Linked DNA regions of Drosophila melanogaster: region 2 is linked to region 1. A link is a contact called in public Hi-C data. All regions are on one chromosome and are shown on one strand. The core of a region is the stretch at or near the end of the contact, and the rest is flanking DNA. Distances in the headings are between cores, read along the strand shown. Region 1 holds the start of CG1998. Region 2 overlaps NFAT (NFAT nuclear factor).

Region 1 (3,467 bases), core at 336-2,835:
CATCCTCCTCTTCCTCGGCTTCATCGTCCGCTGACCAGAGACTGGGTGGCCCACTGAGCACCTCCACCATAATCTCATCTAGATCTTCTTCCGGGTCGGGAGTTGGTTCCTGCTTGGCCAGCTCCATGTCGATGTCGATCAAATCTTGTGGTTCCACCTCGACTGGCCGTCCCTCTTCCTGCTCCTCCTCTCCCTTGGGGCTCTCCGTTTCGATCTCAATGAATATGATCTGTGAGTCGGAATCGGAGTTTTCCTCGGCATCGACCATTCGGCTCAGGTTCTGCTCCTGCTTTGGCCGTTCGTCCATGGCGTTCTCATCCTGGAGTGCTGGTGGCTCAACCTCCGGCGAAGAGGACGATGGCGAGTTCCCCGAATCGGAGGACTCCAGCCGGCCGCCCAGTTTCAAGCGTTTGAGTGAGACCCGCAACTTGGACTTGGGTTTCTGTATGGGAAAGCCAGGAAGCTCGCCGCTGTCACTGCTCATGTTGGAAGTGGTCGTGCTGGTGGAGTTCGTATCGGAATCGGAGCAGCTGGGCACAATGACAGTTGGAATAATGGCCGCATCCGCTAGTTGACTCTTACGGGGACGACCCCGCTTGCGAGGTGTCACCGGCGGCAGGCCGGCCATCGTCTGCACAGGATGTGCGCCACCAACAGCCGATGGTTCACTGGTAACCTGGGCCACAATCAGACTCTGTGTGGGTCTTGGCTTGGCGAAGATCTCGAGGGCGGTTGGCGGCGGTGGTGGTGGCGGCAATGATTGGTGGCTCATCTCGAACATGGAAAACAAACGGCTCACGGTCGCGGCTGAGGATGCAGATGCGGCTGATGCTGTTGCTGTTGACATGGATGTGGATGCTGCAGTTGTGCCTGACTGGGAGTGGCCGGTACTGGGATTCGAGTCGATCCGTGCCTCGATCTGGATTTTGTGCGCCTTGCGGTTCTTGTTTAGCAAATCCCGGACATCGAACTTGATGATTTTCTTGCGCGAACTGCGCCGGCACTCGCTCTGTCCGGAATCCTGATCCTCCGGCGCCGTGGGCGATGCCTCTGCATCGGCGTGTTTTAACGATGGATTAATGTGCGGGGGCGTATTTCCCAACGCGGAAAGCGCCACTTTCGGCGGGCGACCACGTCCGCGGCCACGTGACGCAACCGGAGACGGATTGCTTGGCGGACCCGACTCCTCCATTTGTGGGCGAAGTGAGGGCGGGGTGGTGCGGCGGGTGTAGCGCAGCGGGCTAGCCGCAGCCTCCGGATGCTAAATCGCGCAGTCCAACGACGGGGGATGCAGATTTGTGTCCGATTTGCAGTGATATCTACTCTTTGCGTGCCATCCCAAATCCCTGAAACGATTAGTTAGAAACTAACTGCACTTGCTGTCACATGCACACGGCGAGACACCAATACCAATGCAACTTCGATTTTTCTCTCCGTCGGCGGTCTTCTTCTTTCTTGTTGTTTATGCACTGCGCGCAGTGTTGCCAAGCGAGATTTTGTTTTCGGGATGAGTACCTAGGCTACGTACAGGGTAGATGTCCTCGCTCAGTCTGTGGTATATTATTGGCCATGCTTGGCATGGTCACACTGCGTGCGAGATAGCGATAGAGAGAGAGAGAGCGAGAGAGCTTGATTAGGAAAATTCAAAAATAATCGCTCGCACTTTTTTTTTGTTTTGTACAAACGTTTCATGTTGCAAAGTTAACAATTATTTATAATTATTATTATTTATTCAGTGCGCTTGCCAGCAGGCCGAATTCGTTTCGAATTCCACGCACATGGGCTGCCAAACAATCGAAAAATCGAAATGCGTTAAATGTCAAGGACAACGGAAAAGCCACAACAAAAACAATAGGAAAGCAACGGAAAATCTACGAAGAGAGCGAGAGAGCAACTTGACTGGGAAAGTTTCGGAAGGAAAGTAAGAAAAACCGGGAAACTACTCGAGATTAAGACGTAAATATGTCAAATCCGGTGCACGGAAAACCGCCAAATAGCATGGGCCTCTCATCCGGCTCATTATCCGCATCCTCGCCCATTTCGGTGTCCCAGCAAGCGGGAAGCTCTGGGAACAGTTCCTCATCATCATCATCCTCCTCCTCCTATTCGTTGGGCGGTGGAATCGTCAAGGACAAGGCGGGTCTGCCGCCGGTCTACCTCAACCTGAATGATGTAAGCCGGCTGGAATCACATCTACTCTATACTAATAATAATAATAATTAATAATCCCCTGATCCCCCAGAATGCCAAGGAACAGACACCATTGCCTGGTTCACCGCTGCAAAACTGGGATGACGCCCGCACCGCCGACGTTTGGCTGTCCTCGCTGCACAGCGTCATCTTCATCATCACCTGCGCCCTGGCCGCCTTCATTCTGTTCCGCAACGTGCTCACCTGGTAATTATCGGGATTCTGGGCGGGAGTCCGCTTTCTCCCGCCTTCTGGCACCTCTCCTCGTTTAGGGCTTAGTAATTTTCACACAGATTTTCAATCTAAATGGAAGCTTCTGGGCCAACTTACCCAATTAGTAAAGATAATAGCTGAAAATAGTTTTGGGGCAATGATTGCATTATTATAAGCTTATTGATATCATAATTTGTTTTTTTTTTTTTTGCTCAAAAATGCAAAATTTAAAATCCGCATTCTGAGTCGATAGCCCTTGTGACCTCAGAGTGGACCATTATATAAGAGTTGCATTAGATTTCACTATATTCCCAGGTGAAGAGAACGGAATAGTAATCAGCGTGTTTGTTTAGTTATTTAAGCGTATACTCTTCATTGCTATAGAATAATAGACAAATTGAAAGTGCAATCATGAAATAGGCTTTCTAAGGCGAAAATCTACTCGAATTGCCTTTATGAACGAGGTTAGCATAGCATACCATAGATTTCTAGATCACAAACGACATAGAAGGGCATCCAAAGTTCGGTTTTCTGCTTTCTTCCCCACACTCTCTCTTTCTCATTTTTTTTTTTTGGCGAGAGTGTGGAACTAAGTTGAGCTTCGGTTTTGTGAGCTGCGCTTTTCCCTGCGATCAAAATCGCCAGTTGCCTTTGCGACGCTCAGCAGCGAAGACACGCGATTTGCGTGAAGAAAGCGAGAGAGAGAGAGAGAGAGAGAGCGAAGAATCGGGAGAAAGCCAATTCTGCAAGAACCAGAACATATACATATACACACTGAGATTACGAGCCATGGAGGATAAATTCATGGAGGTTTCTTATATCTATGCCAGGCATCTGCAGAGCTTTTGGGGAGCCTCCGGTGATTTCTGGCAGTCGCAGTGGGACAAATTCATCGACTCGTTCGGTAAGTGAATCTAACAAGTATCATATCCAAAACAAAGGGTAAAAGAATGGATAAGTTGACAGGTAAACTTTGCTCCTCTCTTTGTGTACATTGTGTACATGGGCGATACTGTGCAAATTGCAACTCTCAGCCACTGGGCGACACAGCAAAATGTCAACAA
Region 2 (3,370 bases), core at 27-2,526, 220 kb before region 1:
GATCTTATATCTTACGTAGGGAGTGAGTTCTCTTATCGGCGATAGAAAAATGAAAAATAAAGAGAATGGCTCGAGAAAAATGTCTCTAAAACGAAGAGTAAATTAATCAAGAACTGAATAAATTGCTGTTAATTGATGTATTTGTGTTTGGTTTGCTTGTCGTGCGTTTTCATCAATTCATAGGATCGAATGGATGACTAAACTGCCCAGCAATGTCACGAAATGCGCTAAATAATAATACATTTCTCCAGCCCCTCTTTTTTTGCCCTATCTTTTGTTTTTAATCTCATTCTAGATCTTTTTCTTCTTCTATTCACACAGCCTTCAAATCTTTCATCAACATTTTCATATTCGTACATTGTTCTGCTAATTTTTTTTTTTACCAGGCTTTTTTACTTTTGAACGCTGGGCGATTTATTATTGTTTTTGTTTACACACATCACCATATAATTCTCAACTTTAGTTCGCTCGCAACAATAATGGAATATAAATCGATGCGAATTGCAGGGTAATGAGAGTAGCCATCATAATTTGTGGAGCACATATTTCTTTCATTCTTTCAAAAAAAATATTAAAAACAATACCAAAATACATATGTACGTATGTACATATGCGCCGGCGTTTTATGAATATTCAAATTATGGATTGTATAAGACAGCAGGAACAATAAAGGAAGCTCTAATTTGTTTATGAATGGCCGTTTTATTTGATTCCATGAATGAAAAACCAGCGCAGTTTCTAAAACATTCAAGAGATGAACCCGGGCGCAGATAGATTGTCGAAAACAATTACGGAACAATCAAAGCCGAAGAAAGTAAAGAAACAAACCGTTGAAATGAGAAGAAAGGAGCCCGAAGAATTGGCGAGGGAAGAAATGGTGAGCAGATAGCGGGCAGCGAGCGCGTCAGAAAACGCGGACAACTGAGGCACGCGCACGTCACGTGACTTGGGCCAAAACAAAAAGCCAGCAATCGGAATCAGCAAAAACAAAAAAAATACAATATAATATAATAAACAACAACAGTAGCCAGCGGCCAGCCAGGCACTCACAAACGACCTAAACATATATACACGTATCTACATATGTATGTATGTACATTAGTGTAAGTGTAGACTTTTCAAGATGCTGAAATGTGCGCTCAATCGCGATCCTCAATCAAAAACCGACATCATCGAAGCGCCCAAGCAAATCGCAGTGTTCGTCATAGCTGCTGTATCGCATGTACATACATATGCATGTATGTACATATTCGTTTTCTCACTTCTCGACAGCAATTTTCATAGAATTCGTAATCGTACCTCGTAAGTGTTGTACATACAAACAAACATACATATACATATGTATATTTGGTAGTGCCGAAAAATCGAGAGAATCGCGAGACAGCCGCCAAGCGAAAAGTAAACAAAATCTTATCAGACACCGCTCACGCCCAGCTCATAAAAGATACAGATACATTCGGCGGTGATCACATATGTACATATGTACAAATGTGTACATTAGACGTCTGCGCTCGCGAATTTCACAATACAAAGCGAAAAAGCAACAAAAACACGCTCAGCCCACAAAGTAGTATGTATGCCAACGACCTGTGAATGCCCTGCGGTTTCAAAGATCATCCACTGGACTCGTAGAGCATGCGAAAAGCCAGCCAACAGCGTATTTCCTTATATAAACGTGATCAGAGCTGTATGGAATCTTCTAAGCTAAGCTTACAACATGAAAGTATATTTAGTCTGTATTGAATTTGAATTGCATTTTTTTTAAAAGGCCTTATATTAACATGATATACCCCATAAGTAAGTAACGCCAATAGTCTTACCCTTATAGCAGGGTATTCTCAAGTCAACCTTGACCACTTACATTACCGAAAACGACTAGACCGACGGCAATCGCTAAGCTGTGCGTCTGCGATTTGCCTTGCCAAAAAAAAAAAGAAAAAATAAAATAAAGTAATTGCAAGACTTTTGTCTGATCGCTTCGAGTATGCTATGGTATATGGTGTGGTCTGGTCTTGATGGGTTTTGGGTTTTGGGTTTTGGGTTCTCTGATCGTTAAAAAACCCGCCGCAGACTGCGTGGAAGAGGAAGCAGAAATCGTCATCAAAATGCGAACGCGAATACTCGTACGAATGCGAACTACTTTTGCGATCTGATGTGATCTGGTTTGATTCGGATTTGTTTGCCCCGTCGAGTCGGGATCCCTATTATTATCTCGCAGACAGACTAAATAGTAATAGTATTGCGGCTGTAAGTGAAGCCTTAGCCCTACTCTATCTAACTCTATCTAGCATACCCCCACCCCCCCGCGTGGATTTTTCGATTCGAAACGGGTGCTACACGTGTCGCGTAGCCGCCAGAGTTCGCCAGCACAAAGCCCCCACTCAAGGTAGAGCATAAATTCTAATAATCTCTTACATAAAACGATAAATACAAAAGGCAAATATTTACGCAATAGGGGAACACAACGGTCAGGGGAATTCGAACATACGAAATACAAGAAATACAAAATACAAAATACGAATACGAAAAATAGTTCAGTTCAAACAGGTAAGTTTCGTTTGGGTCTCTCGCTATTTGTTCTTTATCTCTGCGATTCTGTTTTTCTGCTGACCCCGGATGATAAGATCTTTTTTGGGTGTTCTATTTGCTACCGGTATGTACATACATAATGTCTCGGGATTTATGGGATAGTAAAAGTTATATTCGGCAATCTTCACACTTTAATCAGTTGTCAGTAAAATCAAGAAAAGGTTATACGGTATATTACATTTCAACTATCAATCTGTACGTTTTCCAACACTTTTCGCGCAAAGCCATTCACTGCAATTCGATAAATCCCCGTATTGAGCGGCATTAACTTTACTTGAGTTTTTCATAACCAGCTATGCAAATGTTATGATAGTGTTATTTAGACAGTTTGAGTCCATTCATATTCAAATTAAGCCATTTTCGGCTCATGTGAGGATCTCTATAGGGCTGGAAAACTCGTCTGAAGCGGCTCTAAGTTGTTTTTCAATTGTGTTACTTTTTTACAGACCCCTTTTCATTGTTATTGTTATTATTATTATTATTAGTTTCTTCTTTTTTTTTAATTGTGTTACCCTTTTCTGTTGAATGGGTATGAAAAAAACGTTCGTTTAGCACTTAAATAATAAAAGTAAATAGGCAAACAAAGATTTCAAATGCGTTTCTGGCTCAGTGTCGCCACCCGCACAACAAGGCAAACACCCCATCTACACCCATTTACAGCCATCTTGCTCTAACTTCAATTAGAGTCGATGGACCAAGACCGCCCCCACACTCACACACACACACACACACACTCGGGCTAGCTAAATAACATAAAATACAAACCCATCTCACACACACC

The links. A called contact is a pair of places that touch in the nucleus more often than the background predicts.
Region 2: a Hi-C map of the Kc167 cell line shows a contact between it and region 1, with 7 times the contacts expected there. The contact joins the enhancer-like site here to the promoter of CG1998 in region 1. A contact is called at or near these places in 6 of 107 Hi-C or Micro-C datasets (the Kc167 cell line, the S2 cell line, embryo and 2 more) and 1 of 6 datasets of contacts at active chromatin or transcription factors (the Kc167 cell line).

What each region holds. Positions count from the first base shown.
Region 1 is chrX:13,411,192-13,414,658 of dm6, reverse strand. It overlaps CG1998, which reads left to right and starts at 1,585. Exons shown (of 7, transcript NM_132659.3): 1 at 1,585-1,677; 2 at 1,737-2,172; 3 at 2,243-2,397; 4 at 3,234-3,307. The coding sequence starts at 1,963. Set2 (SET domain containing 2) reads right to left here and starts at 1,417. Exons shown (of 4, transcript NM_132660.4): 1 at 1-1,417. The coding sequence starts at 1,192.
Region 2 is chrX:13,632,742-13,636,111 of dm6, reverse strand. The region is part of intron 1 of NFAT (NFAT nuclear factor); the gene reads right to left. Among named protein-coding and RNA genes, the nearest start is that of NFAT, 9.7 kb to the right of the region's middle. Within about 2 kb of position 1,276, at least 29 of the 39 cell types and tissues checked have an H3K27ac peak or open chromatin away from gene starts, as enhancers often do. A contact at or near this core is called in the Kc167 cell line, the S2 cell line and wing imaginal disc, where this site is marked.